Regions from separate parts of the Mus musculus genome. Here region 1 is linked to region 2. The links are chromatin contacts, called in public promoter capture Hi-C maps. All regions are on one chromosome and are shown on one strand. The core of a region is the stretch at or near the end of the contact, and the rest is flanking DNA. Distances in the headings are between cores, read along the strand shown. Region 1 holds the start of 4933401H06Rik (RIKEN cDNA 4933401H06 gene). Region 2 holds the start of Slc9b2 (solute carrier family 9, subfamily B (NHA2, cation proton antiporter 2), member 2).

Region 1 (2,800 bases), core at 193-2,692, 530 kb after region 2:
GAGCCTCTCAGGAGACAGCTATATCAGGCTCTTGTCAGCAAGCTCTTGTTGGCATCCACAATAGTGTCTGGTTATGGGATGGATCCCCATAGAAACACAAGTACATTGTTTAAAATTGGGAAAGCTAGATAAGCAGAAAGGAAAAAAAAAACCACTCATAATTTAGGACCTAGATACGAACATTCTCAACATATGGGCGTCTTTGTCTGTAAATTGCACTTTACCTGCCTTGTCGTAGCAATGCTATCTCTACACACGGCTTCATAAGGAGTTTTTCCTAATAGTGTCTAATTCATTAGACATTTTTGTCTTTATAATAATATATTCTAGAGAAGAAGTCTTCATATGCTCTTCAGAAAGACTTGGAAGAATGTATGTGTGTATGTGCACATGCATGCATGTATGTATGTATGTATGTAAGCATATTTGTACGTGGCCACGTATCTGTGTGATCTGATATATGTGTATTTCAGTATGTTTTAGTGCGTGTGTATGTGTGACTGTGAGTGGTGTATGTGTATATCTGCGTGTTCCTATGTGTGTATATATGTGTGTGTGTGAATGTGTGTTTGCGTGTGTTTCTGAATACATGCGCACCATTCAGCCCTAAGTAAGAAGCATAAGAAGGCGTGAGATAAAAATGGAAGCACTGATATCAGAGAATACTTGTCATCCCTAGTTCGGCCTCCTAGAGGATTATTCGTCTGGAGTGTTTCTTGCTCAAACCTTCTCTTTTAATGGTGTTAAGAATGTGTCCAAAAGTCAAGCCAAGAAAGATTGTGTCAACTCTGAAGAGGCACTTACAATGGTAGACTTGGGAGAGGCTGGTAGACAGCGAGCTGGAGACGCGTAAAGGGAGGGACACCAAGGTGTCTGGTCACCGAGTTAGGTAATCCCGTCATCACAGCGGACAGATCTGCCGTTTTCTCGTCCACTCCTGCTTCGAATGTTCCTGTTGTGTCATGCCTGTAAGCCACCAACCAGACTTTGTGACACCTGTCAGTGACCCTTGAAGAGATAAATCGGTGAAACGATCGCTTTTCTTCCAGGTTAGAAGAGACTTCCCGATAGTTACTTTCAAAGCTGCACTTTAAATGGTTGGGATCTAAGCTAGGTGCCCCACACTAATCTACTGTCACGGAGATTTCTGCACCTGTTTTGTTTCAGTTACTCTTGTACCTTTGGTTACATACACAAGCAGCCAAGAGCTCATCACTCCTTTCCACTTTATTTATCCCTGTTTTTATTTTATTCTTATTTTATTTTATTTTATTTGTCACCTGTCTACCAGGAACTGTTATGCGCCAGGCATTGTCAGAGTCCTATTAGTAAATATTACGGTAACATGAGCTCGTGGGATCTAGGTGGCTGCTTTCTCATCAGAGAAGCATTTTCAGTCTTCACATTTTCCTTCTTTAATGTAATCCATTGTCCTGGTCTCACAGAGTACGTTACATTACGTTACGTTACGTTATGTTACGTATGCAACGTGCGCAGCGGCAGTTCAGGTGCACTGACAGGCTGCCTCTGCTGTAGGAGAGAGTCCCGGATCTAAACAGCTGTAGAGAGTCTGTATCCAGATGGTCCACATTCATTGCTGGAAGCACGTGACCACGCCGGGCTCTCCCCAGCTGTGTTAGGAGTCTGAGCCTATGTTTGAGACATTGGGGTCAGTTGTTAGTTTCTGTTGCTTGAATGAAACCTTTGTGGACCCCAGCTTTCCCATTTGAAAGATGGGGATAGAAGGGAGAGATAGAACTGTATTTAAGTGATCTCTGTTCCCCACCTCCCCCGTCCCCACTCACAAGGATCCTAAGTAGTTTAAAGAGCAATTTAACTTTATGACCCTAAAAACTAGTAGGCCCAATAAAATACAGTTCCCTGCAGGATCCTGTGGATTTTCTTTTTATTATTTGAGTTACTCTCCATGTTTAATGAAGAAGACATAACAGTCAATCTCTAATTGCTTAGTAACGGGAAAACATGAGACTTGAATCTTCTCTTCACCTCCTATGAGCTAATCTTGGACAATTTATATTCCCAAGATGTTATTTCTTTGTCAAGGACCAGCCTTGGCATTGGAGTGGGGTTCTGAGAGAAGGGGTGTCTGGGAGTGGCAGAAAGAACGACTCAAAGTCAAATCATGGGTTCAAGCTGCCCACTCAGGTTCTGCTGAGATGGCTTTCCAGTCAGTCAGTCAGTCTGTCTGTCTGTCTGTCTGTCTGTCTGTCTGTCTCATCTAAAAACTGTCTGGTTGAGACAGCTCTCTCTGTAGGTAAAAGTTCTAAATGCTGTCTGGGTTTAGTCAGAGAAGCTGCTATAAAAAATTATTGGATCTTCCGACTAAGTCAGAAATCTTGGTAAGAAAAAATTCTTGAAGAGCTGTTTTGCTCTCCAGAGATTTCTAGAGAGCCCAGCTCTCACTAGAGAGAATTTCTAAACAACTGCTATCGCCTTTTGCTAGCTCATCTCATGCAGACCAAAAGCCCAGTTTTTTAATTTACATATCAATTCAGTTATTTATTCCAGGTTTCCTTTTGATTATATTTTGAATCAACATCCCGTGACCGCAGTCCTTTGATTCTTAAAAGACTGTAAGCATACATGCTGATCTTGAACTCAGGAATCTGCCTGCCTTTGTGTCTTTCTGACAGTCTAGCTCAGAGTGTAGCTGCCTTTGTTCCTTTAGATTCATGAAGCCCCCATAATTCATATTGCACTCTTATGTTTTGCATAGTTGAGAAATTATATATATTTTGAACTCATGTATTTATAGGTCTTTCCCATAGCCTTAAGGGCT
Region 2 (2,911 bases), core at 129-2,628:
CTGGATAGAGAGGTGACAGATGTGGCATACAGGAAAATGGCAGTTTAAGGTACAAGGGGAAACCTCATGTTAGGATGAAGTGTTTAATTTTAATCAGGCATGTTAATTAGATGAACCGAAGGGGCTTTCAATTGCTGGACTTCAATCCTTTGATAGTTGGACCTTGGTAGTCAGCCTCAGGAGAAAGAAGTGGCCAATTAAGGGAATGAGCCTAGGTGGCTAGCTTTAGGAATGGAATCTAATGGTTTTAGCAGTGCAGAGGGAAATGCCTGAGCCATGCTTGCCACCTCAAGCTGACCAGAGTCCCTTCAGGAGTAGAGCATCATGTGTGTTGTGAGCAGGAACACACATAGTTAAAAACAAATGAATTCGTTTAAACACAGTGACCTCTGCAACAGAGAGATGTTCCGTTACTTCTGTCAGAGCTCAGAGGTTACAAGCAATGAAACCAGAGTGAATCTAGCCCAAAAGTTCAATGTTTTCCACTCACGCCAATAAAATCAAGGCATATCAAATGAACATCATATGACCAAAGGGTTGGGGGAGGAAAATATGTCTTAGTTCTGCAGGAAGAGGAAGCCAATGAGAATGGAAATTTTTGCAAGTTTTAGAAAATGAGTTCGTTTTAGGAAAAGAATCATTTCATTTCCTCTGAGAAAGGGTACTGGATGGAGCCTAGGTTCATTCGGAGGATTTCTGTCTGGAATAGAAATGTGCTTAATACACCTGCATGCTTGAAATCCAAGACTGAACTTAGCACTTGCTCAAAGAGTAAGACCAGATAATGGACGAGAGCAACTCCTTTGAGATGCTCATAAACCCCCACTTGGACTTGGATGTATCTTTCTGCTTGGGAGAATTTCATCCCCTTACCCCTAATATTTAAAATCTATGTTAAAATCTCCTAACAAACTCCAACTCCGATTTAAACGGGGAGGGGGGGGGAGGGAGGAAGACACCAAACTGGAAGTCAGAAATAAAAAATTAAATGGCTGATGGGAGGGAGCGTTACAGTAAAACAACATAGCAAGAGGCTCACAGTGACAGACACTGGCCCAAGGTTTCACTCCGCCATTTGTCACCTGAAGGAAAGAACCCTGCCTGTGAGAAGACACTGAGAGTCCTGGAATTTGCGTCGGATTACAGAATTTAGGAGATTCAGGAACAGTGAGAGAGCCTGCTGCTCTTAGCCTTGAGAGGTGGCCAGAGGCTGCTGGAAGCTGGGGCGCGTGGGCCAGGGTCTCCCTCTGGCTGAATGAGCAGAGCCCTGAACTGAGAGTGTGCCCCGCCCTGCCCCTCCCTGCCCCGCCCCTCCCTACCCCGCCCCGCGCCACTGGACCTCCCTGTTTTCCGCCGGCCCCCAGCCACAGCACCGCCCTAACCTAGCACGCCTTGGTAAACCTAGGCTCAACTCCCACTCAACGGAAGCCAGGAGGCCTGCGCAGACTGCCAGCAATGAGGTGAGTAGCACCGAGCAAACAACCCATGCGCATAGCTGGTACGGGAATGTGTGTGTGTGTGTGTGTGTGTGTGTGTGTGTGTGTGTGTGTGTTCGAGCGGGGGTTTTCCTTGTTTTTGTTTTAGCTCTCAGTTTTTGGACTGGGTGCTGAGGATCTTCAAGTCTAGACCCTAGACAATGTGATGCCTGCTCAGAGCACGTGAGCTGTAGCCCTCTTACTTGCCAGGCATCAGCTTCTTGTCACACACTTGCTCAGACTCCGGTGAGATTGATTTCACCAAAACATTAACGGCAGGGAGCTTTAAGCCCCCAGCAAGTAAGGTGGACCGTGGAGCAGTTGCCTGGAGCAGGTCTACTCTCTTTTCCCTCTGAGACGGCCCCGCCCCTTAGCAGATACAGATGCTGCATCGTGGGTGGGTGCTGGATTACCGATTCATAGGTTTGAAGGTTCAGCAGACACCTGCATGTCTTCTCTGAGCTAAGCAGGCACAGGAGATAATCACGTGTGGATTGCATACCGTTTCCACCCTCCAGGAGTTCAGAACGCAGCTCTGGGATCAGAGTATGCCTAAACAAGACTTTAGATCCTGAGCATGCACGCTGCTCTGGGGACGTGGGCAAAGTGACAGCCCCCTGTAACTGTGATACACACCAGGAGCACAAGCAACATGGGGAAGAAAGATGTATTTCATATCACAGGCTCACAGTCCAAAGAAGGGAATTTGCGGTAGACACTCAAGGCAGGAACTAAATAGAAGCTATGGAGGGATGCTGCTTACAGGTTTGCTCTCTATGGCTACCTCGGTTTGCCTTTTTATAGGCTCCAGGACCGCCATGGGGACCCACAGTGGTCTGGGCCCTACCCCCCAACAAACATTAGTCAAGAAAATGTCTTGTCACACTTGTCTACATGCCAATCTGATGGAGGCATATTATTAATTTAGATTTCCTCTTTCCAGATGACTCTAGTTTATGTCAAGTTGACAAAAAACTCACCAACCCACTGACTAGGGCATGTTATATATTTTCTGGCATAAAAAGTCTTTAGGGTTACAACCCCATCAACTATATTCTCAGCCCTTTTGGAGTACCCACAAGAGGAATTAAGAATGAGCCAGAAGGAGAGCTGGAGAGATGGCTCAGTAGTTAAGAGTCCTGAGTTCAATTCCCAGCAACCACATGGTAGCTCACAACCATCTCTAATGGGATCTGATTTCCTCTTCTGGTGTGTGTGAAGACAGAATTTAAAAAAAGAAAGAAAGAAAGAAAGAAAGAAAGAAAGAAAGAAAGAAAGAAAGAAAGAAAGAAAGAAAGAGAGAGAGAAAGGATAAGCCAGATGTAGTGACTCACAACTTTAATTCCATCACTTGGGAGGCAGAAGCAGGTGGATCTCTGTGAGTTTGAGGCCAACCTGGCCTACAGACTGAGTTCCAAAACAGCCAGAGCTATATA

What was found. Capture Hi-C pulls out chosen DNA fragments and counts their contacts.
Region 1: a contact with region 2 is called in a promoter capture Hi-C map of liver, with 5 times the contacts expected there. The contact joins the promoter of 4933401H06Rik here to the promoter of Slc9b2 in region 2. A contact is called at or near these places in 4 of 39 promoter capture datasets (the C10 cell line, embryonic stem cells, frontonasal cranial neural crest and 1 more), 1 of 15 datasets of contacts at CTCF or cohesin (the NIH/3T3 cell line), 2 of 115 datasets of contacts at active chromatin or transcription factors (bone marrow-derived macrophages and embryonic stem cells) and 1 of 9 other capture datasets (liver).

Annotation. Positions count from the first base shown.
Region 1 is chr3:135,838,827-135,841,626 of GRCm38.p6, forward strand. It overlaps 4933401H06Rik (RIKEN cDNA 4933401H06 gene), which reads right to left and starts at 1,443. Exons shown (of 5, transcript NR_040540.1): 1 at 1,281-1,443; 2 at 805-1,008. All of the region lies in intron 2 of Slc39a8 (solute carrier family 39 (metal ion transporter), member 8), which reads left to right.
Region 2 is chr3:135,306,322-135,309,232 of GRCm38.p6, forward strand. Slc9b2 (solute carrier family 9, subfamily B (NHA2, cation proton antiporter 2), member 2) reads left to right here and starts at 1,379. Exons shown (of 13, transcript NM_178877.6): 1 at 1,379-1,460. All of the region lies in intron 1 of Gm46826 (a long non-coding RNA gene), which reads right to left.